Regions from separate parts of the Zea mays genome. Here regions 1, 2 and 3 are each linked to region 4. Evidence: chromatin contacts called from public Hi-C data. All regions are on one chromosome and are shown on one strand. The core of a region is the stretch at or near the end of the contact, and the rest is flanking DNA. Distances in the headings are between cores, read along the strand shown.

Region 1 (7,696 bases), core at 4,670-7,169, 390 kb after region 4:
CCCGACGGGTTTTACCCGATATGAAGGCGGGTACGGAATGATTTCTCTACCCGCGGGTATGTTAATGGGTAAAAACCTCTACCCGTTGGGTAGACGGGTATGGGTACGGGTTGGAACTACCCATACCCGTCTATCCATGGGTAAAATATACCCGCATCAATACAATTATAACCATCTAATAGAGCTCATATTAGCTAAAATAAAACCCTTCTCTAGCTATCATTTGTCTAGATACCAAGTTATGTAATCATATGATTTGTTATATGTGAAGTTGAAGTTGTTTTTATATGTTTATTTAATATTTTGAGTGATTGATATATTGGAGTTTAAGACTTTCCTAGCGGTATGGGTTACCCGACGGGTAAAAATACCCGCGCGGGTACAGGTATGGGTAAGATTTTATACCCACGAGTATATATGGGTAACCCGACGGGTAGAATTTTTTTTGATGGGTACGGGTATGAAATGGTACTAGCCGACGGGCATGTACCCATTGCCATCCCTAAAACGGACATGTCTTTCAAGCAACTAGCTCCATCAAAGCCAAAGGGTGACAAAGGGTCGTTTAACAAATAAGTGACATTGTGAATATTACACTTGAAATATTGTTTTTAACAGAATAAAACACGTTTATACTTGTTTTTATTGTTGCAACACACGAACGTTTATTTAGGATGTGTTCGGTTTTTAAGGACTAATTTTTAGTCCATCCATTTTATTTCATTTTAGTTCCTAAATTGTCGAATACAGAAACTAAAATAGAGTGACCGTCTTTAAAACCACTTTAGAATCAGGACATGTGTATAATTTAAACGTTTTGAATGTGATGTCTAGTTTCAGAATTCAAGAAGAAAATTATACTATGATGATAATTTAGGAAAATCCCTTTTGAGAAATTGATAATTCAGGAAGATAGAACTTTCTCTTCCATTCTGGGCTTCATTGCCAAGACTGTGCAGACGGGAAACTCAAGTCGAGCCCAGAATTTTAACGGACCAGACTATCGAAACTCCAAATGGATTTGCACCTTATGATGCACTAGATTAGAGAGTTGAGTCCTTCTAGCTATGATGTAACCCTAGATGAACATCTTTTGTGGAGTGAGAAAATAATGGTTTAAGTTCAAAATATGATCCAAGATTCACCCTTGTTTTGGCATGAGTCATAAAATATGAGATAAACTGGAAATTTAAGAATCTTACTGCTTACTCATTTCATCTTATTTCGCAAGTATAAACCATGAGTATAACAACAGGAATTCCTAAATTTTAGATGGATGGACGTCAATGTCTAACGAGCAAGTTCCTCCTCCGCCACCACAGCCTCACACGATGCAGCAGCTGATGGTTCATAGTGGTGGAATCTAAATTTCCACTACTTACTGGAGTATGCCTCGATGAGGTCAAGACTAGATTTATCGCCTAACAATTTCGTAGATCCACTAAGGTATGATGGGATCATTTCCTCGCCATACAGCCTGCAGACTATGTAGTGATCTGAGAGGAATTTAAGGCAGTTTTTAGTGGACACCACATCCCAAGCATCATGTCATGATCCATGGAGTTCGTTCTCAATTTCTATCTCACAGCTAGCAAAACAGAGGGCAATTTTCAAAGTACTTTAGCAATAATTGACATGGAAAAAGAGATAAAGAGGCACTGAAAATGACCTAGATGCCCACCTTATTTGACCTTAACTTTCAAACATTTTTCTCTATTAGTCTCTGACTTTTCGTTTTTATTTATTTTTACGACCGACCTTTGTTTGTAGACGTCTAGTTTTAGCCTTCTTGGGAAATTATACTGGAGCCGCTAAGATAAACCCTGGTTTGGGAACGTCATCGAACATATCACATACTCTACTCGGATGGGCGTCTAGCAGGGTTAAAAATACTGACTGGAAATCATCGGTTTTCGGTGAAATATACTATTATTGGTAAAAGGCGAATTCGAAAACTGCTCAAAATTTGACCTTACTAGACGAAAACCATTTTTTTAATTTGAAATTACAAACCGCTCGAAATTTGGCAAATTTTGAGCGATTTTTTCATTTTCGTAGATCACCGGGAAATGTGTGTCAAAACGTGATGTTTCTTATTACAAATAACTTTTCTGTACGGTGATGTTAGCCATGTTTTTTTCTCAAAAAGTAGTTACACGGATGTAACTTTTTTATGTGTCTTATGGAAATTTGGTGCCAAAGACAAACATCATTACTGGTGACTATATACAACTTTGGGTGATAACACTTGTCATTTAGAAAAGGTTTAGTCAAACCTTGAAAACCACAAACACCAGTAACTACTGTGTTATTTAGTTTAGAAATTCATAAGTTATATGTATGTACTCAATATGCTCACAAAACATCTTACATTTGAAGAATTATAAGATATATTCTAAAAATGTAGTGGTAAAAATATGCATAAAATCCATGTATATAGTCAAATGTGTCAAGTATTTTCAACTAGAAGTAATACTTGTTATCGAAGCAATTACTATCTGAAAGTATGTGTAAGAAACCTTTTTAGGAAAAAAGAAATTGGTACCAAAATTGCCACAAAATTGGTTTGATGAAATGGGGTAACCAACTAATGGCACACTTAACTTTCACATCTAGGAGTGATCAAGTCACAATACCTAATATGAGATGGAAGTCCAATCACAACGATTTCTGATACATTGAATTATGAGGTATTTGGTTCCACAAAACAAAGGTTAGTCTTTGTCACATTGAATGTTTTTTATTTTGGCTATTAAATACAGTTTAATTGTAAAACTAATTATACAGATGAAGACTAAAAGATAAGACAAATTTATTAAATTTAATTAAGACTATATTTAATACTCATAATTGATACTGAAATATTTAATGTGATATGAACTAAATTTTAGTCAGAGAACCAAACACCCCCTCAGTTGTGCGTAGATGTGTCAATGGCGAATTCCCCCATCGGATTTGGACACCTCATTGACATCCTCATGAAGCTAAACTCATCTTCATCCCCATACTCATACTCATCATGGATATAAGATTCATCCCAAACCCATCTCCGACAAGAAAAACATTATCACATTATATTTTATATGGCATTAATAGCCACACAACACCCAACAACAATATATCACCAATAAATATGACATGTACCAAGAAAAAACATTGTTTAACCATACAAAACAACAAAACACAAAGTGACACATGTACCAGTGGGTGGGATGCCCGGTGGCGTAGGTTGGGTGGATGTGTGCTTAAAAGGGTTGGAAGAGGTTGGATTAATTGTTGCGCTTATTGCCTATTAGGCTGCACACCTAATATTACTGGGTGAACAATACCCATGGATAATCAGGTTTAGATGATTGCTTCCCAAATCTATACCCGCTTATCCAATGGGTGATAATTTTGTCTCGTATTTATACCCATGGGTATATTTTTGCCCCATAACCTAACCTTAATAGAAAAATTCTCCATGTGATAGCGGATCGGGTCTCTATTGACATATCTAGTTGTGAGTAAATGTCTACCATGTTACCTTACCACTTATTAATTTAGGCGGTCAAATCTGACTTACAATAAGGGGGTTGAAAGCATCTAGGCCCCTGGTTGGTTTTAGTGATTAATGACAACGTAAGATTATATGTGACTAACGTGTGTTTTGTAAAGCAAATGGTAAGTTAGGTCACATTACAGAAATTTGCGCTGCAAGGGTGAAAACAATCCCTCAAATGAGAACTTGAAGCGACGGATGAAAAAAGCGAATCAAAAGATGAAGGACTTCATATTCTAAGTGTCGAAGGAGTTGTGGACACTTGGTATAGAGTTAGGACTTCTATTTTTATTTTAGCCATACTATAAAGAGGGGTTGTGGATGAGTAGTTTGACCAAGAGAAATCTAATATAGTGTTGGTGCATGTTCACACTCACAACTAGTGTTAGGTGTCACTCTATGACTCACTCACTAGAACGAGAACGGTTTAGAAAAATCTAAGGAAAAGATTTTGGATTTGCTGACCTAGGGGCACCGGACTATCCGGTGCTCCTCCTGACAGTGGGTCCAAAAGTGCTCGGGAGCAGCCCTCTGCCCCCTAAGAAACCCGAGAGCACGTTGTTCGCTGGCTCAAATTTTAGCCAGTCACCGGACTGTCCGATGCACACTGTTCACTATCCGGTGCACTATCAGAGCAACGGCTAGCTATCAGAACTAGCCGTTGGATGCGCACCGGTGGCGTACCGGGTGTTCGGTGCACCCATGCGCAGTAGCATATAGTAACGACTAGTTTTGGTTGGTGGGTGTATTATACCCCTCCATCAGCCATAATAAGTGTCTTGATACCCCAATACACTTGTATTCATTGCTAGAGCATTGCAAGTGCACAAAGCATATTGAGTTGATTAGCAAGATCATAACCCATGTTAGGACCTCATTAGTGCGCATGAGAGCCACCTAGAGCACACACCACATGCATCAGGCTTCTCTTAGTCAAGTGAAAGTCTATGGATTGTTACTCTTGGTGATCGGCATCACCTAAATGGCTCGGTGATTATCCCGAAGGATTTGTTCGTGACCCGGCTCGGAGATCATACGCGGTCATGAGGGATCCACCGCGCCGGAGAGGTAAATGATCATCTTATAGTGAGCACTTGCTTCTTGCGAGGACCAAGGGGGAGCGATACCCTTGCGCGGGTGCTCCAACGACGACTAGGCAAGAGTGCCGACTCTTCGATACCTCGAGAAAAATTGGAGGAGTCTTCTTGTCCCTACTTTACTTTCCACATTTATTTTGAGCATTTTACTTTGTGTATTTGCTTAGTTAGTATTTGTAATAATGACTTAGGGTTGTTATCTGTCTTGTAGCTTTTACTGATTGCTATTATTTTGGTGAAGTTGGGCTCATGCTTAGGACTTATTGAGTTATTGTTTGTTGGAATTTTAGAAAAGTCCGATTCACCTTTCTATTGGGCATCGTGATCCTTTCAGGGGTGTTTGTTCGAGATTATAATCTGTCTGGATTATATAATTTAACAATTTTTAAACTAAGTATTAATTCAAAAATTGTTGAATTATATAATCGGAACACATTGTAGTCTCAAACAAATATTCCCTACGTCGATATACACTACTACACTAGCTAGGCTATCTCCTTGTCTTTATCTCTATTTAGTTTTGATTCCCTACTGATCAATTAACCATGTATGTAAATGGTCCGTCCCCCTACGTAACAATGTTTCCTTCGAAGGAAAATTCAACAATTTATTTATTATTATTGTTATGTATTTAGGCCTTGTTTGGTTTCAATTAGTCATAGGACAAAACTTTAGTCCTATCATTAAACTTTAGTCCCTACTTGTTTGATTTTAGAGACTAAACAGATTCTAAAGTCATTAAATACACTGTCCAAAGACTTAAATGGCCTTGGAATACACTCACAACATTAGATGTTTATATAAACATGCTCTCACAAGTCACAACCGAATACTACAGAGAAAATGTAAGGGCAACAGGATAATTGTGGACTTTTAGACTATTTTAGCACCTATATGAAAGACTAAAGACTAAATCATTTTAGTCCATATTTTAGTTCTAGTGTTTGACAAAAAAGAGACTAAATGAGACTAAAAACTAGAGACTAATCTTTAGTCCATCTAACCAAACACCCCTTTATATGAGGAAGAAATATATATTAGGTTTATAATTAGAAGAATAATAGTTGTACAGTCAAATTTTGTATACAATGCTCTTATAAGTAAACTATCAAAAAAATATATAATATATTTTTTGTTATTTACTCTTTAGTACAAGAAATAAATAATAAATATATATATTTAATATTTTTTATGATTTTTGGTATGTCAAGCGCACATGAAGCTTTTATATTTTTTTCAGATATATCTATTGCCGGCCACTTTCTGCCCGCTTGGAGTCCCCGTCTTCGTCGTCTTGTAGTAGCACTGAGTGCGGGAGTACTGGCCGGCCGGCGGCGAGGCTCCTCCACTTTCTCTGCACCCATACATACGTATATGCTTGTTCTCCGCCGTCTCCGCCTCCGCCTCCCACTGCCACGCCCTCTTCTCGTCTCCTCCTTCTCCTCCACCTCCCCCTCCTCCTCACCCTCGACCTCTAGCTCCTCCTCCTGTTGGTCGTCGACAGGCGAAAGTAGAAGGGCCATGGCGTCATCTCCTTCTCCCGATTCGGCCGCGGTCGTTGCCGAGGGCTCCGCGGCTCGCCGCTTCTGGATCGCTGCCTCCACGCGCGAGGCCGCCTTCGCCGCATACACGCCCTTCCTCCTCTCCCTCGCCGCCGGCAATCTGCGGCTCAACGTGTTTCGCCACTACATCGCGCAGGACGCGCACTTCCTTCACGCCTTCGCTCGCGCGTAAGTCCAATTCCCTCCTTCCTGATTCCGCCCTGTTTGTTTTGATTCACCTAACCACCCCCATGACTGGACTGGATCTGATCTGATTCTTCCTTTCCTTCCGTGGCGCAATCAATCAGGTACGAAATGGCCGAGGACTGCGCTGATGATGACGACGACATGGCCACCATAGCCGCCCTCAGGAAGGCCATCCTCCAAGAGCTCAACCTCCACTCCTCCGTTCTGAAGGTCCTTTCCTCCCCACCTATATGTTTCCCCTAGAATCCCCAGTGAATGGATTAGGCGAAGCTTCACCGCTGAGCTTAGCATCCTAATATAACATGATGGTTTAGGAAACTACTCAAACTAAGGATGCGATTGGTTGCAATGACAGGACGGGATGAGATGAGACGATCCTTGAATAAGATTGTTTGGTTCAGGATTAAGGGTTGAGACATGACTATCTCAGTGTTATCCCCAGTTATCTCTCAAAATTGGAGGGACGATAGAGGACGCTAGGGACGTCCCTATTCTGGCTGTCGTGCAACCAAACACATCCTAATATGTTCTATTTTCAATAAAGATAAATCAACTGCCCCACATCACCCATATTCCTCTTGCAGCTGTGACACTAACACATATCTTGATTGTGTATCTTAACTATTCCTGATTATGCTCTGCATATGCAACCTTGCTGCTTGCTACTATCTTAGATTAATTAAGCCAGACCTGAGCAGTCCACTATGCAGTGTTCTTAAAGAGGTAAGGCGAGGTGAGGAGCTGGACCACCGCCTTAACGCCTAGGCGGGCAAGGTGCCTAGAATTCTATGAGCGCCTGGACGCTTAGGCGTCGCCTAGGCAACGCCTTAAAAACACTGCCACTATGCTAACTGTGCACCTATTTTACGGTATTGCACTTTGAAATCCAGCATCTATACTCAAAATGCTTAAAAGCCAACATAGTTTTTTTAGAAAAAAATGTAATTAAGTTTAGTGTGTATGTATAAGATAGCCTTATCAGTTCAATATTGTCTGTCATGTCTGGTGGTATGACTTATGATTAAATGATTTTCTTACTTAGGACTTGTTCATTTCCTTGACCATTTGATTTGTTGGAGTGAGAAGTTGATGTATTCCTCCTCAAATGAATTATTATCACATATTGTTTTCCTTTTTTAGTCTTCACTTCTTTCCAGTACCTTTGCCTTTCATCCTCTGATTCCTTGTAGGCCTAACATATTTACCACCTAATATATATCGATTAGCATTTAACACTGTTGAAATCAAAATCTTGCTAACTGTTGCATGTTGTTATTGCTAAGGGTATTTCAGTTTTCAGTTATTTCACT
Region 2 (7,896 bases), core at 4,367-6,866, 500 kb after region 4:
CGATAAAGAGTTAACCGCCAGCTACTTTTACATCGACTTAGGTGGGTTCGACCTTGTCCTAGGCATCGACTATCACTAAACCTTGGGACCCATCCTATGGGACTTTGAGGCCCTCTACATGGCATTTTGAGGGGTTGATCCCTCCATCCTCTATAATGGTGTGGGCTCCCCTCGCGATGACACATTACCGGTGCTCCGCTCCATTGCCAATGACCACCAATAGCCGTGGCTGGACTGCCTACTCTAGCAGTACGACGTGATCTTCGACGAGCACTGCAGGATGCCACCGATGTGGCCCTACGATCATTGGACCCACCTGCTGCTCAGGACCACATAGTGATCATCCATACATGCCAACACCTGCAAAAGGATGAGCTTGAGCGGCACTGCACTGCCATGCTAGAGCAGGGCATCATCCGGCCAAGCACTTCTCCATTCTCGACACCGGTGGTGCTAGTCAAGAAGGCAGAGGGCTCCTGGAGGTTCTGCATTGATTACCGCATGTTAAACGACAAGACATCCCATGACAAGTTCCCCATCCTTGTGGTCAATGAATTCCTCGATGACCTCCATGGTGCTAAGTACCTCACCAAGCTAGACTTGCAATTCGGCTATCACCAAGTGCGGATGCATCTTGAGGACATCGAGAAGACGGTGTTTCATACCCACCACACCCATTGAGTTCCTCGTCATGCCCTTCGACCTCTTCAATGCATCGGTCATGTTCTAGACGCTCATGAATGACGTCCTTCTACCCTTCTGTAGATTCATGCTCGTCCTTGACGCCCTCCGCGCACATGACCTCCACATGAAGTGGTCAAAGTGCTACTTTGGGGCATCGTCGATCGTCTACCTCGGACATGTTATCTGCGCCTACGACATCACCATGGACAACGATAAGGTGAAAGCCATCGCTCGCCCTAGGGCGTGCGTGGCTTCCTAGGGCTGGTCGACTATGAAAGTCCATCCAAGACTTTAGCACGATCGTGCACCCATGATACAGTTGTTGTGCAAGGGTGCAGCGATCGTGCTAGGATGCCTCTGCCTAGACGTCTAAAGTTGTAGAAGCGTTCGCGGCACTCAAGAGCGCTCTCTCCACAGGATAGGTCTTGCAAATGCCAAACTTCAACTGACAATTTGTCGTCGACTGTGATGCTTCGAGTTTCAATGTCGTTCTCGACTAGGCAACGATCCCCCTAGCCTTCTTTAGCTAGCCCTTCGTCACACGTCACCACAAGCTGGTGATATACAAGAGTGAACTCATCGACCAGGTTCAAGTTGTGCAGCATTGGCAGTCGTACCTCTAGGGTCGCTGCTTCATCGTTGGCATCAACCACTATATCCTCAAGTTCCTTTTGGACCAACGATTGTCGATTGTTCCCCAGCGCCTGTGGATCGACAAGTTTGGCTTCGATTCCCGGATCAAGTACCGCCCTAGTTGCCTCAACTCGGAGGCGGACACGCTCTCGCTCTGTGACAACACCACCAGGGATTCTATGGAGTTGCCCCTCTAACGACTGCACACGAATGTCTAAATCCCCTACGACCAGGCACTCATCCAAAACTATGTTCGTACGTGCGTCACATGCCCAATGCAACAAGACGTCGACCTTGCAGTCGACCAGTTTCCTTCAGCCGCTCGACATGTCGTCTTAGGTGTGGGTCGACATCTCCATAAACTTCATCAAGGGCCTCCCTAAGGTCCATGAAAAATCCATTATTCTTACCATCGTCGACCGCTTCTCCAAGTATATGCATTTCATCGCCCTCAGCCACCCGTATACGGCAGCCTCGGTCGCCAACGCCTTCTTCGAGGGCATTGTTCGTCTACATGGCTTCCCCCACCTCCATCGATAATGATTGCAGCCCAATCTTCAGTAGTCACATGTGGTGTGGTCTCTTCAAGATGGCTAGCGTCATGCTCTGCTTAAGCAAGGTGTTCCACCCTCAGACAGATGGCCAATCAGAAGAATTCAATAAGGTGATTGCCATGTACCTATATTGCGACGAGGAATTGATTGGCTTCCTTGGATGGAGTATTGCTATAATACTTCGTTCCACATGACGCTTTGCACCACACCTTGCTACGTGGTGTACGGTTAACCCCCGCCGCCTATTTTTCCGCATGTCGCAAGGGCAACTCAAACAAATACAATGGTTGTGCAACTGTGACGTCTTCCTCGTGAAGGTTCACGAGCGTCTTCTCTAGACCTAGGAGTATGCTAAGCGCTACTACAACATCCGCCATCGTGAACTTGACTTCGTGGTGGGTGATTGGTTGTGGATCCATCTCCAAAGGCTGACGCACTCGCTAGAGTCCTAGCCCAAGCGTAAGCATGGGCCACGCTATGCCAGCCCCTTGCAAGTGTTAAAGCACGTTAGGAAGGTGCCATATCACCTTTAGCTTCCAGCAGACACTCGTCTCCACGAAGTGTTCCACGTGGGGCTGCTCAGGCCGTTCCGTGGGACCCCTCTTGACAACTCTGTTACCCATGCCACCCATACAGGATGGTCGACTACTGCCCGAGATAGAATGTGTGTTGCTCCAAACATGTCCTTGTTCAGTGGCATGGCCTGCCTAGCGCACGACACCACTTGGTAGCCACTTGAACAGTTCAAGGGCCTCTACCTCGACATCAAGCTTGAGGACGAGATGTTCGAAGAGGTGGGGGAGATGTTATGATTATAGTCACCTATACATGTCAGGATCGCCACATGGACAATTAGGAATGAAATACTAAAGGATTTCCGTCCTTAGATATTTTACATTGTTTTCATAAAATAGGATCATGATTCATTCATGATTAGGAGGTTTTCATAAAAAAGGATAGCTTGCTTAGAAGTCAAATAAACCTCTATATAAGGAGAGATGTATCGATTTAATCAAGCAAAACAATTATCTTGTTTGGCCTCAAGGACCATCTTCCACGTCTATTTCTCGCTCGCCTACACTCTGTGCGCGACCACGACTCATGTGCGCCATCAGGGGTACGCGCCCTGGCCATCGATCTCCTATCATAGTTATTAAAGCGGTAAGGCGACATAAGGCGATCGACCCCTTTTTACCTTTTAGGCAGTCAAGCGTAAGGCGAGGTGACACCTTAATTATATAGATAAATGTAAAAATTAGACCAAATATTAGTTACATATCACTAAATAGAAGGTAATAAGCACGCTAGCACAACTGCAAGGCCTCCTAGTAGGCCCATTATAGCCTAGTAGAAGAGAAAAATAGGAAAAAGAAAAAGGGAAAAGAAAGAAGCCCATTACCAATTACCCCAGCCTAGCCCAACACCAAAATTTTAGGGTTAACCACACCATTCCAGTTCCATAGTCGCCAGTTCTCCTTCGTCGTAGCGTTGCCTCCCTACAGCTTCTCCCTCACCACAGCCACCCTACGTCATCACGCGACCCACACCAATGCCGCTGCTCTTCCTCGCGTGTCACCGCCGCCTCTTCCCCTAACCTTACTCTTGCGACAAGGTGACATGACGTCTTCCTTCTCACGGTCGCCTTACCGCTTAAGCGTTGCTTCACTTTAGTGGCGCTTAAGCGGCGCCTTAATAACTATGCCACGATAGGATTCCACATCCTATCAGATGCATGTGTGGATTAATTTCCATGCAGTAACAAACTACAAATGGGACACATGTATTGGTATTGGCACTTAGTGGCACCACCCGCAAAAATCCCTAATTGATATGAAAAATCATTGGGTGACTTTGCTACTTAGTCATGAAGAAAAGGAAAATGATAGGTTATACAGTAAAAATGACGGTGAGAAAGGGAAAGTTGGCATACCGATGAAAACATTAGGAACAGTAGACTGTCCAGTCAGCCTCTCTAATACCTTCTGTATTTGTGGTCCTTGAGCACCTGAAAGGGATTAGCCGTCAGTTGCATAAGAGCATCAACATGAAAATTGATATATAATAATCACTGCATTACTATTTGTTTCTCATTTTCAGTAGGAAATAACTACCAAAAAATCACAACCCTTCAGATCATGCGACTTAGTAAAAACACAAGCATAGCAAAGGTACATTTAGATAAGCTGGCATGGCCAACTTCACTAGCACACTCAAAACAGATAGGAATAAAAAAGTATGCAGAAAACCCTTGTGCCTATGAGCATGCCAAATGCATTAAACTATCTCCAGCAGCTTACCCATTCACATCCCCGTATTCAAACTCCACTCTGCGAACAGTACAGTCTACAGTACAAAACAGTATTTTAGGTAACCATATAGGTAAACTGCTGAACACGGTCTTATGTCTGGTACGAGTAAAACAAGTATATGCAATAGTTCAAGGTACGGTTCAACTGGTAGTGCTTTTGCATATTATTGGATTTGTAGCTGATGGTGACAAAGAAGAAAATCAAATGCAACTATGAACATGTGGGTTATTATAACTGGTTGGCAAAGTGGAGAATGAGAGGAAAGGAGCCTGAAACAAAAACTGTGTATGAGATTCATACACGTTCCATGAAGCACAGTGCACAACTACCGCATATTCATTTCAAACAGGGCAAAAACTGGTGATGGCCATAGCACACTTGACCAACTGAACATGACTAGCGGTGTCAATACATGGTTGTTGATAGTGTCCATGGTAGGAAAAGGAAAGTCACAAGCCACAAGATATCGATGCTCAATTCTGATGGAGCAATGTTATGCTTTTACAGGTTCAGGCTAGGCAAATTTTAACCTTATACCTGATATAGTGATTTGGCAATAGTGTCAGTTCTTGATGGTGTTGGGTGTGCAAGAGCACAGGATCAAACATTTATAACAGCCTCAACCAGTTAACCCAAATTGTCCAGGCGTGCAGCTAAAGAAACCCTAGAGTTTGAACAGCAGAAAACATCTCCATCTCGAAGTTCAAAACAATTCAGTAACATTGCCACCTGATTGCCCACGGACATGGGGTATAGTCCGGTTGCACAATCAATGGTCATGATACATGATTTCATATATGATAGCCCTTTAAATGAATATGAATCAAACAGAGCTACTCAGTTCAGTTCCTTGCCCTGGAAGGAAGGACATGAATGAAGCTGGAAAGAGGACGAACCGAGATGGTCAAGCTCGATAACATGGGGCTGCACACCGATCCGCTTGAAGAGCGCCTTCACCTCCATGCAATATCTACCGACGTTGAGCATGCCATGGAATCAGTCAATTAGATGAGGTGATGGCGAATCAAAGCTAATGAATCAATGCTAGTTGCCTAGTTTTAGCTCAGTTGGGGCTATTAATCTTACGAGCACCATGACTTGGAGTAGATGACAACGGGGTTGTCGGCCACCGTCTTCTTGACGGACTCCTCCATCCGCGAACCGAATGAAGAGTCCGGTGATGGAGAGGATGAGGAAGCCCTGGCGGCGACGGCCCTGGCATGACGTGCGGCGAAGCACAGGCGGGGGCGGGAACGAGGTAGCAAACAGGGGAGAGAAAGGGGAAGGCCAAGAGTGGCCGTGGGGAGGCGGCAGAGAGTCATGCCGGACTGCTGCTGCTGCTGCTGCGGCGGCGGCGGCGGCGGCGGCATCTGAGCCCAGCGGTGTCGGAATCTCTCTGGAGTCCTCTCGTCTCTCCGGCCACAACACGATGGGATTCGTCTCTGGATGGATTTCCTTCGTGGGCTGGGCTTAGAAGTCCAACAGCATCCATCCAGCTCTAGACCTCTAGCCAGCCCATGGCACTGTTTTGGGTCAGACACATGCACTATAAACCTGACCCCAAAAAAACTGACTCGAGTTTGCATAAAGTAAGAGCATCTCTATAACTTCTAAAAATCAGTTTTAAGGAGCATCTCGAAAAATATTGAGAATAGAATTTAACCATTTCTCCAACAGTTCCTTTAAAAATGGATCAAAAATATTTTAAATTAAGCCAAGTCAGCCTTGACTCATGTTGATAGGTTTCATGGGTGTGTTTTCTTCTTTCGCAGCTTTGACGTCTCCCCATCGACCAAATATGGGCTGCCATCAAAGGTCGCTGGTGGTACGTGGTCCAGCGAGGGAGGAGTAATGGCGGGCATGAGCGATAGCAAAGGCTAAACCGGCGACAGGGATCCAATAGCGAATCGCGTGACGGTAGATGCTGAATAGCGAGGGCACGCTGCCGCGCGCGAACGGTGAGGTTGTGTGAACGACAAGGATGCAGCGAGCAGTGGCAGGCGACGAGGTTGCGCGCGCAACGGCAAACTACGAGGTTGCGCGGCCACAGGGGCGGATAGACATCAAACAAACACGCGAAAGCGGTAAAAAGGAAAATCAACTCAATTCTGCGCGCGGTTGTGTTTCTGGGGAGCCCAAACTCTCTTTTTCTAGCTACAAATGAGAGAGTTTTAAGTGCTATGAAAAAGTTAGGACACTTTAGGGGACTGTTGGAGTCAAGTTTTTTTTGTTTTTTCTTAGAAAAACTTAATTTAGGGAGAGACTTTTGGGGAGCATCTCCAAAAGCTCCCTTAAATTTCCCCTAACTTAACATTATAGGGGAGAAGAAAAAATTTAGGGCCCCTTTGGCACGGCTCCGACTCTGGCTTCTTGGTTTCTCTAGAGGAGCCAGATCCGTTTTTGAATTCATTTGGCAAAGCAATTTCTCACGGTAAGACGGTGGCAGGGGCTATAATTTCGTTAAACATTATTGTGTGCAGGACAGAAGAAGCCGGTAGAAGCCTTTCTGGTGCTTCGGCTCCTAATAGCAAAACGGCTCTGGCTCCTTGATGGCTCTCGACGAGAAGCCATTTTTAAGATTGTTTGGCACGGCTTCACTAAAAGCCAGAGGAGAAGTCGTCCCGAGAGCCCTGTTAAACGGGCATAAAGCCTCCAATAGGTCTCATAAACCTTCTTTAATTTTTTCATAGCCCTTAAACTTTCCCAATCTATAGCTACAAATAGGGGATGTTTTGGTTAAAAAAATTCCCGCTCGCCCATCCCATGTATCTAGCCGGCCCATTTTTCTTCCCACCGAGATTTGCCCACCAACTATAGGTGTACATTTGGGTCGGGCCTGATGGGCCGGCCCGAAGCACAGAAAAAAGCACGGCCCAGGCACGGCACAGACTGAAATATTTTAGTGTCGGGCTGGCACGGCCCGATATATCGGGCCGGGTTTGGGCCGAGGTCGCGGCCCATGGGCGGGCACGAGCACGACCCGTTTAAGGCAGGCACGAAATGGCCCATATAAAGACACGAAAAGACCCATATATTTATTAAAACCACACTTCATTCCACACTTTCATGTACTTTATAAAGAACACAAAGCTAGAGATAATGCTAGTTAGATGTTTTTTGTAACTTTGAATTAGAGTATGTGATGTAATTTTACTTTTGTTATGAACATTAGATAATGAACTGAACTTACGAACTTTGTATAGAGCTGATTATACTCTTTTGTCTTCTGACAAAATGATTTATAAACGAGGTAGTCATTGCATAGCTCTGGTAACTTAATACAAATATTAAGTTTGCTTTTGGTCAAATTTATTTATCTTATCTTTTATTTGCTTTATTAAATTTGTGTTGAATTTAGGGCTTTGATGTGAATTCCGGGCCCTGATGTGAATTTCGGACCAAAAACTGAATTTTGGGCCAAAAATTGAATTTCGGGCCCTAATGTGAATTTCGGGCCAAAATTGTATTTCAGGTTTTTATAATTTCGGGCCGCCCGAAATGAGCCCGGCACGTTGAAGCAATTACGTGACGGGCCGTGGGCCGGCCCGGCATGGCCCGAAATCCAAACAATACGGGCCTTTTCGGGCTTGGGCCAGGCCGGGCGGGCGGCCCGAATGTACACCTATAGAACTAGCTAGACAATATCTTCACCAAGCCTTTAGATGAGAAAAGGTTTTGCAGGTTGCGTAGTGAGCTAAATGTCTTAGATTCGCGGA
Region 3 (7,376 bases), core at 2,452-4,951, 310 kb after region 4:
AGGTCTATGGGCTAGATTATGATCCGAGGACCGAGGACATCGACGAAGATGTCTTCATGAGGGTTGGAGGAGGCAAGAGGCTTGGGCAGTACTGGATTGTCAACGGGGCAATCGATCGTCCTCCACTCCCACTCTATCTTAGGTGCGAGCAAGAAGCACAGGCGCAAGCCCAGCCATACAACCTCGACATGACAACTCACATCAATGAATACAACAACTCTAGGTTATTACTTATCTATTCGTCGTTCATTGATTATTAGGGTGAAATATTTCAGTACATGCAAAGCCTTGGCACCGCATATGGTGTTGTTCCTCCACCTCCATTGTTCCCTGCAACTGCCCCTGCTCAGTTCCTTACTTCTGTGAGTATCAAAATTTTAGTCCTGCATGATATATATTTATCTGGTCTCACACATGCAATCTCTTCTCTGTGCAGGGACAATCAACGACATCGAACAACCCTCATGCTTCGTCAAGCCAGTCTAGCTGCCACCTAGCTGAACACATTTGTACATGCTGGTGACATGTTTGAGAAACTTGTTGTGAGATACTTGGTGAAATACTTGTTGTTTTGTTTGTGAAACTTTTGTGAGATATTTGGCGAGACTTATGTTTGTGAAACATGTTTGATGTGGTGATATTTGTGAGATATATGGTGTTGGTGATACATGTGTTGATTTTGTGATATATGTGATGTCAATGATATATATCTTTTGTTTGTTTGGATAGAATAGCAAAAACAAATAAAAGGGGGTTTCTGGTCACTTTGCCGAGTGTTACACTCGGCAAAGAGGCTCTTTGCCGAGTGCTAGACAAAGAAGGCACACCTGGGAACCGGTAAAGCTTATTTGCCGAGTGTTATGGTCCAGGCACTCGAGAAAGAAGCTCTTTTGCCGAGTGCCTATCATCGCACTTGGCAAATGAACTGACAAAGGGGCCCACTGGAGCCTTCTTTGCCGAGAGCTCGTCCATCAGGCACTCAACAATGAAGCCCGCTTTGTCGAGTGCCTACCGGAGCTCTTGATAGGGATTGACAAAAAGGGCCTATTGAAGCCTTTTTTGTCGAGTGCCAGGATAGCATACGCTTGGCAAAGGAGGCCTCTTTGTCGAGTGTCCGACAGGACACTCGGCAAAGACTCCATCATCGTCACTTGGCATTGTGATGACGACTTTTCATTGTCGGGTACCAGTTGACACTCGGCAAAGACTTTGTCGAGTGCCCAATAAAAAGTACTCGACAAAGAAGTTGTTGCCGAGTAACACTCGACAAAGAGTTTGCTGAGTGTTTTCTAGGCTTTACCGAGGTCCTCAAAAACTCGGTTGAGTGTTTTCTAGGCTTTACCGAGGTCCTCAAAAACTCGGTAAAGCAACTGTGTACGATAGTGATGCTATATCCATATTCATATAGATTCGTTTTAGCTCTAGATTTTTATATCCATATGCATCCGTTCTAAAATAGTAGTCGTTTTAGCTATAGATTTTTATATTCATATTCATATAGATGATAACCTAGACATATATATATATATAACACATGCATTAATTATTGTATGAATTCAGTGAAAAAGTAAAACGAGATTTAATTTGAGTCGGATGGAGTATAATATATTTATATACTACCATTTATATAAACGTGTTATAAGTTATAGTGGAAACATATAGACTGTCGATACATAAAAATCAATTTCCACCCCTATTATAAATTTGGAATAGAGATATATCTAAACTTTACAAACTTTAGAAAGCGTAAATAACCTACTATGCTGAGTAAATTTATTCAGGATCCAAAGGGCCCCTTAGAATTTTCGGAATTTCGAACGGAAAGAGTACTACTTCTTAGAATTTTCCGGATTTGAAACGAAAAGGGTACTACGTAGCACGTATAATATACAAATCTAGCTAGCCGCCCATATACCACAAGTATATTACAAACCTAAAGACTGTATGAGTATATTTTAGGACAAGAGTATATATTTTATTACAAAACCTGAAGCAGGTCCAAATTAAATGAAAACAATAAATAATCAGGAAAAACGAAATTGATATATCTATATATGGTAGTACTGTACAAGAGGTAGCTAGCCGCTCATGCAGATAGCAAACCCAAAAGACTATATAGCTATCAAAGTATATATGTTTAAGACACCACTACTATAGTATATATATTTTACAAATATGAAACATTATCCAAATATAAAACCCACGAGTAACCACCATCTGGTACGTCTTGAGACTTGATGTGTAAGTAACTCACGAACCAGTGGGCCCGCGCATCGACTCGCTTCGCCACGTACACTGGCAGCTCTCGATGCAGCTAGCAACGAAGTAGCTGGTGCAGGGCGCACGGCGTCATCGATCAACGAGAGTTGAAGAGGGACGACGAATCGACGACCTGCTGGCGCTGGGCGCCGGCGGAGTCGATCATCATGGTGGGGGACGACCAGGCGGCCGTGTGGTCCCAGATGCCGGCGGCTTCGTCGAACACCTCGGGAGGCACCTCCTGGAAGCCCTGCAGGCCGAAGTCCTCAGCCTTGGGCAGCCGCGTCATGAAGTCCTCGAAGTCATCTGCCTCCTGATGCAGAGGAGCCGCCGCCAGCTCGCGCAACATCTGCTGATGGCGCTGCATCGCCATCGTGGTGGTGGTGGTGTCGTCGACGTGGCAGCCCTGGACGGCAGCCATCATCACGCCGCACGAAGACGGCGGCGGCGGCGGCATTTGGAACGTCGTCTGGTGGTGGGTGTACGTGGGCGAGGTTGCCGCGGCCGCCATGGTCACCGGCGACGAGCTGGAGTTGGAGTTGGAGTCGGAGTTGGACGACGACGCGTCGGCGGAGCAGCAGGATGAGTGCACCATCATCATAGGCGCCGCCATGGAGGGCTGCTGCTGCTGCAGGTACTGGTGGTGGCGGCTGTGCCCGCCAGCAGCAGCAGCAGCAGGGCCAGCCACGGTGTCAGGGGACGGAGACGCCACGATTGCCGGTCCTCCTCCTGCAGCCGCCGAGGGAGGAGGTAGCTGCAGGTTGAGGCGCGCACAGTCTCCGTAGAGCGCCCTGGCGGCGGCGTCGTAGGCGCGCGCGGCCTCGAGCGCGCTGCCGAATGTGCCGAGCCAGAGACGTGCGCCGCGGTTGGGCTCGCGGATCTCGGCCACCCACTTGCCCCAGGTGCGCTGGCGGACGCCCCGGAAAGGGCACTGCTGGTTGTCCGGCCCGCCCTTGCCCTTCATGCACCCCTTGCGCGACCGGCGCAGCGGGCAGCACTTGCGGCCGCCGGGCTTGCTGCCGCCGCCGTTCTGGTGCTGCTGCTGCTGGTGCGTACGTTGCTGCTGGTGGACCTGTGAGTGATGGACGAACTGCTGCTGTTGCTGTCGATGCACCACCGGCACCTCCACGGCGACAGGCGGCGCCAACCGATCCATCTGGAGTAGCTTCGTCCACAGATCGATATGGCGACCGGCGATGGATGCTAACAATGCAATCCTTGCCTGGTGTGTGCCTGCCGTGTGAAGCTCCGTGGCCTGCTATATATAGACAGTTGGCATGGCATGCAGATGCAGCACTGCAGGCCAGGCAGCACTTTTCAGTATCCGCACTGAACTACTGAAGGCAGGCGGGGCGGGCAGAGAAGCCGGCGCATGGCACTGCATGGCGCCTCCGTGTAGGGTGGCGGCACCAGGCGGGGTCTCGGAGTGGGGCCACGCGGGTAGCGCGGCGCGCCAAGTAAGGGAGGCGGGTGACACGAAGAGGTGGGGGCCGACGGGGCGGGACACATGGACGTTCTGGTGGGCTCCACGAGTCGCAGACCAAGGGACACGTGGCGGCCGAGGCGATCCGGCCAGGTGAGGTCACGCTGATGCAGATGCAGCCCGCCCAGGCCATGAACGAAGACGTGTAGTCGTAGACGCAGGTGCAGCCACATCCTCCATCTATACTTCTCTATAGTAGACTGCCTCCGCCTGCTCCTGCTTACGTCGATGCGCGAGCCACAGCCATGGCTTGGCAGCTGGACGCTGGGATTTGGATATGGATCTGTATCTGTATCTGGATGGATGCATGGTCTGCGAGCGGCGAGCCTGCCTGCATCATCCCGCTGACTCTGGTCTCCGCACGCACGCACGCAACTACTGACTGACGGCTTTGCCCTCGGCTTCTCCCTCTTTATTGTTTTTTTATATTATATAATATGTACACTAGTTTATTTTTTGCGGGTGTAGACATGCATTGCACGTGATCTGCCCACGCATATGTGCAAAGGCCATGGACATCGCCTAGCCTCTCGTCTCTATCCAGTATCCCATTTGGCTTCCGATCCGTATGGCCTGCCATGCGTACGTGTGTCTTCGTCCCCTGCCTCTGCTCTGTTGCGATCAAAAATAGGTGTTGGCGTGTTGCGTTGTTCTTTTGTCAAGCGCGCATCTAGAGGCGTTCGTCGGGTGCGTCGATATCCATGATCGTCCGATTCCATGCATGCGTGCGCGCGGTAGCCTGCCCCTAACCGCGCTCAAATCTGCTCTAGCAGTAGCCTGTTGCCAGTTTGACACGATACCAGCTGGATCGAATGCGTGTCGCCACTCTCAACGCACACCTGTTACCATATACTCTTGCCCGTACCGTACCTATGAATCGGCACGTGTATACAGCGTGACTAGCTGGTCCGAGCTGACGCAAATAACAATAAGTCTGTTGGGTTTGTTTAGTCTAAAACTAAAGTTTAGCCCCTATATACAAAAGAAATCAAATAAATTTTGGCTGCCAGAAGTCGTAGACAATAGACGCTCTCTCTGCTTATTTTCGTGGCCCTTTCCCCGCGGAAGATAAGGTATTTTTTCTGTGGCTCCAGTTAGGCCGCAAAAAATGAGATGTTTTGCAGGATTTTAGAGTCACCGAAAACACCTTTAATTTCGCATGACTTGTCACCGACCGCCGAAAATAGTCAAATTAATTTGGTTGCTTTAGTTGGGCCACTGAAATTTAGTTTGGACGCCGAAATCTTCCAATTTTCCTTTAATATTATCCAGTTTGGATCCAGTACTAAAAATATTCAGAACTCATTAAACGACTTATAAAAAAACCAAAATACTCTTTACTATTGTCCCACCATTATCCTTTTTGTGCGGCGACAAAAATAAATAACGGATCGAATTAACATGGTTTAGTTCTTTTTAGTCACCTCTTCCCTTGAGGTTGAGGGACTAGAGAATAAAGCAGATCCTTAATTAGAAGTCATTCCTTGTCTCATGCAATCGTAAGAGAATAACGGACGCCACACAATTGATGGGTCACTTATGGAATAATCAATTGTGTGGTTATTCAACAAGAATATCCATTCAATAGGATTAACCATATATATGTGCTTTGGCTAGTTTGGATGCACTGGAACTATCTGCTATTATTTTGCTTTCCTTCACTACTTTGTAAGTGTGTAATGTAATTCCAGGGATGTACTTATGTGTAAATAATTATTTAACATATATAGTACTATGATAATGAAAGTATCAATTAAATAGTATGATAAAAATACACTCTATATTTTAAAAGTCATAATCATAACTAGTTGTTATAAAATTTAGAGGGCATATAGGTCATTGTGCACTCAGGTCAGACAAATCCCCTTTAGGAAAAACAGAGTCACCAAACAACCACCTTCTCCTTGAACTAACTTTTCATAAATAAGCTACACCAAATGGATCATAGTGATGTGATCTAGCGCAACATAGCCTCTAGCTGGATCGCGATGCATATGCCATTACTGCTATACATGTCTACGACATCATGTGACTCAGATCTCGGTTACAAATGGTGGTCAATGCAAAGAGACTTCACATATATGAAGAGGCTTCTAGAAGCAACTTCCATCGTTTTTAATATTGTTGATCGTAGATGTGGATATACATATTACTATAGTAGGTGGGCTATGTACATCCTATGGAGGAGTCATGTTTGATGCATGGATTATAGAATTTCCACTTTAGAGCTTGTTCGTTTCGCCGTTAATCCATGTGGATTGGGTGGTATTGAGTCGGTTTAAATCCATAGCAAGTTAAAATTTATCTCAATCCATCCCAATACACACCAATCCATATGTAATTGAAATAACCGAACAAAGCCTTAACGTGTTATGGGACACACCCTCTATTTTGACTGCATGTGTGTTTCTTTATGAAATTTAGTCAAGGCAGAAGGTTTTCTATGTAAGACAACGAAAGTTCTCTTAATCCAATGTCCTGAAAGGGTATACATCATATACCAAGATCCTAGAAGGTGTTAATTCAAGTCCTATGTATTCATTTTTTTTGAATCCATCAAACTTTGTGACCCTCGCTCAACGGGATGCATGCAATGTTTTCTCCCATTTTAAAGCATAGATATATTTGCACGGATGTAATCAGATCGAATACGGATAGATATCACTAAAACCATATTTATTTTTATATTTTTATTCGAATTCGAATATAGATAGCTTTGGATACGAATATGAATGTTCTCAGATACAAATACGGATAGCTGGGTGTCGAATACAGAACTAGTCGGACACGGATATTGTCGGTAACGAATTTTTTGTTAGATATCGTGTAAGACAACATTCCACACATATCATGGTTGTAAACATGTACCCACTTCTTGAATCCAAACTTTTTTTAGCATTATATGTGTACATATGTCGCGTTTTTTTTAAAAATTCATAAATTTTTGGGCTATGTGTGTATTATTAATTTATTTTGCATAAAATCGTCAAAATGCAAATAAGTTACCAATACTAAAAGCATTCTATAAGAATATAACCTTAAGCCTCCACATGAAAAATGATATAGTGAAGTATTAATTATGTTGAAACTTAGATACTTAGAGTGATTTCACGTGTAATTCAAGCAACAAGTGAAATGAAAGAAACACTAGCATGTTGTGGATTTTATTGTCCAAATATTTTGAAGGATTATATGTGGACATATGTTATGCCTCCATAAAATTTCATGAATTTCTAAGGTTATTTGTGTATTATTAATTTCTTTCTACAAAAAATAAACAAAATGCACATAGCTACCTGGATAAGATATCCGGATATCCGAGAAGATTTATCCGAGAAAATATCGGATATTTGATATCTGACGGATATCAGACATATTGTATTCGAATTCGATATCCGAACAGAATATCCGTATGTGTATCCGTTATCTGGAAAAAAGTCAGGATATCCGAAAATTCCATCCGAACCAGTGTTCCCCATCTTCGAATCCGGATCCAGACGGATATTTTCCGAACCATATTACATCCCTAATATTTGCTAGTAATAATATACATGATGTGACATGTATATAAGTGTTTTTGTCACTACCCTTGGTAATGACTCCACCATATATGTGTTCTATATATTGTTCGTTC
Region 4 (7,841 bases), core at 77-2,576:
TCGTGAACTATTGTATAGTTTCTCACGACCTATTCTTCAGTTTCTTAGGAACTATTGTTCAATCTCTCATGAACTATTTTTCTGTTTCTCAGGAAATATTGTTGAGTTTGTCTTGAACTATTGTATAGTTTCTTAGAAATAAATATTGTTCAGTTTCATAGAAATCTGAAATAACTGCAGATTCAAGTGACTATTTTCATAGAAATACGAAATAACTGCAGATTTAAGTGACTATTTTACCGAAATCTGAAATAACTGCAGTTCATAGATTACAAGGGAAATAGAGGAGTATTTTCACTAGAAAGCAGTGCTTGAGATCACTGAATGAATTCTAGACTATTTTCACTAGAGAACAGTAGTTCATTTCACAAATTATAGTTTCAAACAAGTTCACATACCGGTACACACTGCACTTCACATATTACAATTTAAGTGGCCAGATTACACTTTCTTCTTCGGGGTGATTTTTAACTAAACATCTAACAATGCATGGAGACGATGTTGCTCCTGCTGAAATAGTACTACCAGCTTCTGTCGTAGCAATCTGTGATGAGACACCCACAGCCCTCCATTCACCACTTCTTCAGTCCTTGTATTAGGAACCACTTCATCAGTATGCTCTTGTATTAGAAACCACTTCATCAGTATGTTACTGTCATATAGCTCGAAGCTCTTTAGGAACCACTTTATCAGTAGTTGCCCGTGAACTATCTCGTGTACATGCAACCTATAGAGCATAATGGAATTAAATAGTTGTGACCTCACCACATAAGAATCTAACTAGGTATATGCTCGTGTGTTGTTATGATAAAATACATTAATATACAAAAAATTTTTGTTTTATAATATTAACTCCGTAGCAACGGACGAGCATATACATATAACACACATGTACATAAGTTATCGTGTTATTATACGATTTGGTTGTAACGCACGAGAACTTACCTAGCCTGATAAGAAGAGAGAGGAGCAACCAAGCTAGGCAGGTAGCCATAAAGCGACGACCACGACGAAATCAATCGTCGCGAGAAGTACCGTGCAGTCCAGAAGACTGAGGAGCGACCAAGAAAGGCAAGAAGGAAATGAACAGGAAAGCTCCAAGTCAAAGCTTTCATGGGCTTTGGTAAGCTCCAGACGCCACGACATCAGCATTGACCCAATATTGTCTCATTTTATGGGCTTTGCTTTAGATATTCATTCTCTTACAGAAAAGGCCCATCACTTAGTGGGCTTCGAAGAGAATCCATCCCAATAGTCTGCCCGGTCCATTCTATCTTCGTCGATATCGCCGTCTGCCCGTCTCTACTGGGAAGGGAAGGGAGCACCTGCCTGCTCCTGCGCGGCGGCGGTTGGTAAGCCCCACCTCCGGTCCCAGCCTGGCCAGACTTCTGCCCTTCTCCTCCGCCTCTCTAATGGTGATTCGCAGTTACTCTTCTTTCCACTGTGGGTTGCTGATTTCCAGAGCGGCGTGGAGGAGGCACTACCCGTTCTTCTGGGCTGTCAGGCCTTCCGTACCGCCGCCGCCGTCGCCACTCCCACTCCCACAGCCGCGCACGCGCTTCTCCTCCTCCTCCTCACTGCGCTCCACCAAGAGATCCGCCGCAAAGACGTCAATGGACTCGTCTTCAGTCGGTGAACCCTTCTACGTCGTCCGCAAGGGGGACGTCATCGGCATCTACAAAACCCTCAGCGAATGCCAAGCTCAAGTCAGCAATTCGGTATGTGCCTTCGAGTTCCGTGACTTTCCTTCCTTTGCTTTCTTGCTGTGGCTGACCATGCCCCTACTGCTACTGCTGCTAGGTTCGCGACCCTTCTGTCACCGTCTTCAAAGGCTACTCGCTGCGTAAAGACACCGAGGAATACCTCGCCGCGCGCGGGTTAAGGAACGCTCTCTACGCCATTGATGCAACAGATGCACGAGATGAATTGTTCGACGATCTAGTTCCCTGCCCTTTCCAGGTAACACGAACAATGCTCTCTGCTCGTAAGTTCCAGCTGCTTCAGGTAATTTAGAGTTCGATAAGGTTGCTGGTGATTTCTGGACATGAAATTCAGTTTTATACTACCTGACTTTTGCCGTAACATTAACATCTCATGGTGTGCTCATTGTGCAACTTATGGTTTCAGCAACCTGATGGAGCTGCATCGTCTACTCTGAAAAGATCACAGGAGATTGTGAGTAGCGTTTTCTTTGTCACTGTGGTTCATTTCCATTCAAAAGTGACCTTTATATATCTCATTAACTCGCACTAAAAATCATTTTCTCAAGGAAATCGGACCATCAAAGAAGCATCCCAAAGTTGATGAGCAGGTACCATTACCTGATAGTCATGTGAGTATAAATAATGCAATGCCCACTCTCTGTATTGTTATTTGGCTTGTTCCTGTAGTTATGGTTTGGTTTGTTACTAGCATGTATATTTTTAATTTATCTGTGCTGTGATGATACATGAAGCTGCGCTCATCAGCAGTTTTGACCTTTTTTGCAGCTCTCTTGTATTCTTGAATTTGATGGTGCCTCTAAAGGAAATCCAGGGAAAGCCGGTGCTGGAGCAATAATAAGGCAGGTAGATGGTTCCGTGGTATGTAGCCAACTGGTAACTAAACTGATGTGTTCTATTTATACCGAGTTATCATACCTAGCTGGTTACCGTGTTATGATCTTTACTGAAGATTGCTCAACTACGTGAGGGTCTGGGCATTGCAACCAACAATGCTGCTGAATATCGTGCATTGATCCTAGGGCTAACATATGCAGCCAAGAAAGGGTTCAAGTATATTCGTGCTCAAGGCGACTCTAAGCTTGTTTGTAACCAGGTCAGTTGTGATAGCTTTGTTATTTTGTAGCTTATATGTTCTTTGTTGCACTGTGAAATATAAATAGAGATTTAGCACTGTGCAATTCAATCTGACTCTTTAAATTCCACTAAGGTATAATACCTCGAATGTGATTTGGCCATACAATTTTCTTCATTCTTGTATCACGGAAGGTTGTTGCTTCATTCAACATGCCAAAGTATGTTCTTTCGTTCAAAGAGCCCTTGTCCAAATCAGTTCACATTGAAATAAAGACTTTATCTCAATCTCTGCAATCTGCATACAAAATCTGATAAAATGTGCTTTTTTCATAAAAATGTTGTGAAACCTAGTTTGTAGAGCTAGTGATTGCAAGTCATCCGATCGCGATTAGTCGGGCTGGTTGCCTGTTTATACTCGGCGGACGACTCATTAGCTTGTCTAGTCGTCCTGATCGTCTGACTATTTGCCGATTAGGGTGATTAGTCATCCGACTTGTAATTCCTGGTTGCCAACATCTAGTGTTTTTGCTGATATTACTTGGGCCAATGTGGATGAAGTTGTTGGTGCAGCAGAGGGTCTAAGGGGCCGTAACTTGCCTCGTGCTGCTTCTACACGTGTTGCTGCAGTTTCTAGCCATATTATTTCTTATTCTCGGTCTAGAAAGCGTCAAAGGGACACAACCCAACAGTGTGAAGGTTATGCAATGATGAAATGGATGAGGACAATGATCATGAATCTGGATCTGCTGAAGTTGCTGATGCAGGCTTCCATTTGGATGATGATTTGGTTTAGATTATTGTAGGATTCAAGCAGGCTGTTTGCTGCATTTTTGTTCCTGCTAAGTGCTCATATCTTTTGTGCTATTTATATATATACCTATATAAGTATAACCACTAGTCTAAAAGGTCTAGGACGACCAGGGACCGACTAGGGGTCGACTAGTTGCCCTGGTCGTTGCCTAATCGCGATTAGTCGCCTGGTCAGTCCTAGGGATCGACCAGGTGACCAGGCGACTTGCAATCATTGTGTAGAGCTCTCGGTTGAGATTCTCGACCAGCAGGAAATTGTAGTAATTTTTTTTCTTGTCAGAAGTAACAGATTGTGCTTTCTGGAGCAGGTCCAAGATATCTGGCGTGTTAAGAATGATAATATGGCTAGCTTCTGCAAGAAAGTGAAGGAGCTAAAGGGAACATTTCATTTATTTCAAATCAGACATGTTTTGAGGGTAGGTCACACTTCTTTCCTCTGTCTTCTTACCTTGTTCTGTTTTCTCTTAGACCGGCCAGCTTTGCAATTTGCTATGTTCATGTGCTGTGTCATGTTATATTCTTCAGTTATTCTACTTTTATTTATTGCTGGTACTACTGGCACAACTATAGCTGGGCATGCAAAGTTTTATGTTGACATCACATATAATCAATTGTCAAAAGATACCATGTGGCAGAAACTGCCCCTAAAAAAAGGTGGCATACGCATAACCTGGAATTACTTGTAGGAGTGTTCTTAGACTCCTGTCTTTTTAATATAACGAGACACAACTCTCCTGCTTATTCGGAAGAAATCCATTTGGGCGCTGAATGGGTGTTGTATAACAACTATTTCGTGCGCATTACCATGGCACTATTTTTCTTGCAGCTGAAGTAGTGAAAAACAGAAGATCACTGCATGGCCAGTTCATGATTGTTTCAGGTTGTTTGGGAGTCAAGTGTTAGAGTATATGGATTAGGCCCATGAGGCTAAGCTCATGTGGCCCATGTATAAACTCTATATAGCCACCCTCTAGGGTTGGCCCTGTTAATCCAATGGTCATTCTCCTAACATGGTATCAGATTAGGGTTTCGCTCCTCCCTCACCCCTCAGCCGGCGGCGGCTAGGGTTTCCTTCCCTGCCGGCCGCCGCCTCTCTGCTCCCTCCAGGCGCCCTGCCCTGGCCGCCGCCGCCCCAGCACCCGCGCCCTGCGCTGCCTGACTGCTTCCGGCCGCGCCCACCGCCGTCGGCCCCGCCCTTCTCTGGCGGACAGCGCCCACAACCGGCCGCCGCCGTCTTCCTCAGCGCCGGCCGCGCCCCCTGCTCTGGCCGCCCCTCTCTGGTGGATAGCGCCGGCCGCGCCCCAACCTCCTCCCCCCCCCCCCCCCCCCCCCTGTGGAAGAGTCTTATTTCCTGGATGAAAATCTAGTACATAGTCTACTTATAGATCAGGAGCTCTGCTAATTAAAAGGAAACTTGGAACAGAATAGGCACTAACAATCTGCTATATAAAAGGAAATCCAATTTGTAACAAAATAAAAACTAATCTTTATTTCTATGGAAACAACTCAGCCCTGGAGGTTGCAGTGCCTGGGCTCCCTGGCCGGCGCCCTCCTGGGTCTGGTGCCTGGTCCTACGGCGCTGATATTGACTCCTCACAAAGGTGTCGATAACATCAAGATACAATAATTTTTAGCTGTAGTACTTTTCATCAACCATATAAAAGCCCCTTCAGTAAAACATAACTTTCTGCAAGAGCCCCTTTTAACTGGATTCAATGTTGATCGAACAGTCCCTCTCTATCCGAAAAAAGAGTGAAAAAATCCATTAGCTAAATCATGGTACCCCTCAAGCTCATACTGCCTCGTTTGTTTCGCAGGAATATAATTCGGCTGCTGATGCTCAAGCTAACTTTGCAGTAGAACTTCCTGGTACGCTTGCTGTGAACCTCATGAATTACTCTTACGCCCCGTTTGGATCATTGGAATTGAATTCTATTCTAATATGCTAATTGTATTAGACCTGATTTATTTGTCTCTACAGTTGGTGAAGTTCAAGAGCAGTCGAACTTCCCATGCTAGCAGTTGTGTTGTGGTCAAGTGTGGTTTGTGCATCGCTAAGGTTCTGGGACTGAAGCTATGTCACATTTGTTCAGTTCTCATTGACACAAAAGGAAGAGACGAAACAACAGTTGTATTGGAAGTGGTAGTGGGTCTGATATATCTGCGGAGTATTGAACAGACAGATGCAATATTGAGTAGATTCTTAGGAAATTTAATCGTCTCAAACTTCTAGATAGTGCGAGTTGATTTGTCCAGGACCAGTGTTTGCTGATATACGATGTTTGTATTCAGAACAGTATTAGTACCGGAAACTTTAATTGCTCCTTTCTCTATGTTGGTTACTTGGTTAAGGTTGAGTGTTGCTTTTAATAAATTGGTCAAAATTTTATTATCACTTAATAAGTATAAGTAGATATTATCCAAATTAAATAAAAGATCATAATTAATAATAAATTCCACATTATATGATAGATTAAGATTAATTCCATAAATTATTCATGTAAAGATTTGAGCCACTCTTGATCGTGAGTATGACTGATATACCAGTTTTACACCCTACAGAGATTGCACATTTTTATCCATAAGATGTTTCTCGTTTAGCCAGGGTTTGTAAGACCCTTAGACACTACGAGAGTAAATAATGGTTAGGGATCTACTGTGAGATCTTTACAAAATTTCACTAGATGAGAGAATCCATTACGGTTTCAGGGAGAGGGGGCGATATAGGAATCCCTTATCTGAAAAGCTATCACAGACAGATTGACCCGGGAATCTCTCTATACCGGCAGCTCTATATATCCGCTTGCCCCTTTCGATAAAGTATTAACTCACGCTAGCTTTTCTAATTAATCAACCAAGAACGTCTCATTCCACCCTTGTGGTAGCACTGTTTTCTAGGGTAGTCACACTATGTTCCAATTAACATAATAATCTTATCATGAATAATAATTAAACCACAATAAAAATAAAGTATAATCATAATTTAGATATAATATTAATCCCAAAACCAGATAGAGCAATAACAAGCCTATCCAATAATAATTCATTTGTTTGCAAGGTTTAGGACGAACAAAACTAGAGTAACCTATTAGGTCCCATGAAATTAACCTGAGCATGTCACGCTGATTAACATAAACATTATTAGGTAAAGAAAAGTGATCAAGGACACAACTTGACTTATACTTGCGATTTCAGGTACTTCTCAAAAGTTGGTCTTTAGATTCTTGTCATCTCGCTTCTATGCGTAGCAATACATACATATAGACAAGAAATATAAAAATAACATCACACTAAAGATGGAAACAAATCACACAATATTATTCTACACACTGCTACGGGATTACAGGTTCGAGAACCACTAAAACCGGAGTTACGATTAAAAAGATATAGTTTTCCAAAGGATCAGGTGTTTAAACAATAAAACTATATTCTAATAATATAAGTCCAAAGTTTTAGGTGTTTAAACAATAAAACTATATTCTATTAATATAAGTCATGTGAGAAAAGGTATATCAAACTTTGTTCCACTTTAATCTAAGTTACTACTTGAAAGGGAAATTGGGTTAACCATTTCCTATAATTAATTTTGGTGGTTGATGATCAACACAAACACATGGACTAACTAGTTTGTCTAGATAGTGTTTATCTCAGGTGCATAAGTTTCAACAAAAACCAAGAAAGAAATCCGGTTAGGGACACAATAAAAAATGGAGCAAAGGACTTGAGTGTGCTGGTTTTTGGCGCACTAGACAGTGTTCGGTGCACCAGGGTCGTACAGGTTGGAACCAGCCACTCTCGGGAATTTGGAGACGCGCTCCGCTATAATTCACCGGACTGTCCGATGAGCCAGTGGAGCAACGACTCTCTGCGCAACAACGGTCACCTGCCACGATGAACAGTGCAAGTCAGAAGTCAGAGCGCATAAGTCAGAGGGCACCGGACTGTCCGGTGAAGCTAGAAGACAAACGTCTCCAACGGTCAACTGCTCAGAACCCTAACGGTTGCGCTGATGTAGCGCGCACCGGACTGTCCGATGTGCCCATCGCCAGCAGAAATCAGCCAACGGCTAGAAGTGGTTGGGAGGCTATAAATACCCCCTAACCACCTCATTCACTCCTATCCAAGCATTTCTGAGTTCTCATTCATTGCAAGAGCAAAATTCCAATACTCCAAGACACAATCAAAGCAATCAATCCACTCAAAGCCCCAAAATCAACTCTAGTGCATTAGGGC

Evidence for each region. A called contact is a pair of places that touch in the nucleus more often than the background predicts.
Region 1: a contact with region 4 is called in a Hi-C map of leaf, with 7 times the contacts expected there. The contact joins the promoter of LOC103653246 here to the promoter of LOC100274104 in region 4. A contact is called at or near these places in 4 of 25 Hi-C or Micro-C datasets (ear, endosperm, leaf and 1 more) and 1 of 3 datasets of contacts at active chromatin or transcription factors (leaf).
Region 2: a contact with region 4 is called in a Hi-C map of ear, with 2.8 times the contacts expected there. The contact joins the promoter of LOC100273447 here to the promoter of LOC100274104 in region 4. A contact is called at or near these places in 6 of 25 Hi-C or Micro-C datasets (bundle sheath, ear, endosperm and 2 more).
Region 3: a contact with region 4 is called in a Hi-C map of bundle sheath, with 3 times the contacts expected there. The contact joins the promoter of LOC103653247 here to the promoter of LOC100274104 in region 4. A contact is called at or near these places in 4 of 25 Hi-C or Micro-C datasets (bundle sheath, leaf and tassel).

Annotation. Positions count from the first base shown.
Region 1 is chr4:50,998,973-51,006,668 of Zm-B73-REFERENCE-NAM-5.0, reverse strand. LOC103653246 (thiaminase1) reads left to right here and starts at 5,919. Exons shown (of 6, transcript NM_001381951.1): 1 at 5,919-6,368; 2 at 6,488-6,596. The coding sequence starts at 6,013.
Region 2 is chr4:50,882,318-50,890,213 of Zm-B73-REFERENCE-NAM-5.0, reverse strand. LOC100273447 (grx_S12-glutaredoxin subgroup I) reads right to left here and starts at 5,616. Exons shown (of 5, transcript NM_001147884.1): 1 at 5,267-5,616; 2 at 5,077-5,150; 3 at 3,802-3,876. The coding sequence starts at 5,550.
Region 3 is chr4:51,079,206-51,086,581 of Zm-B73-REFERENCE-NAM-5.0, reverse strand. It overlaps LOC103653247 (dehydration-responsive element-binding protein 2C), which reads right to left and starts at 3,701. Exons shown (of 1, transcript XM_008680197.4): 1 at 2,022-3,701. The coding sequence starts at 3,415. The coding sequence ends at 2,357.
Region 4 is chr4:51,381,651-51,389,491 of Zm-B73-REFERENCE-NAM-5.0, reverse strand. It overlaps LOC100274104 (putative rnase H family protein), which reads left to right and starts at 1,326. Exons shown (of 9, transcript NM_001360534.1): 1 at 1,326-1,718; 2 at 1,801-1,959; 3 at 2,128-2,175; 4 at 2,270-2,332; 5 at 2,490-2,582; 6 at 2,674-2,817; 7 at 3,917-4,024; 8 at 5,426-5,477; 9 at 5,590-5,932. The coding sequence starts at 1,413. The coding sequence ends at 5,627.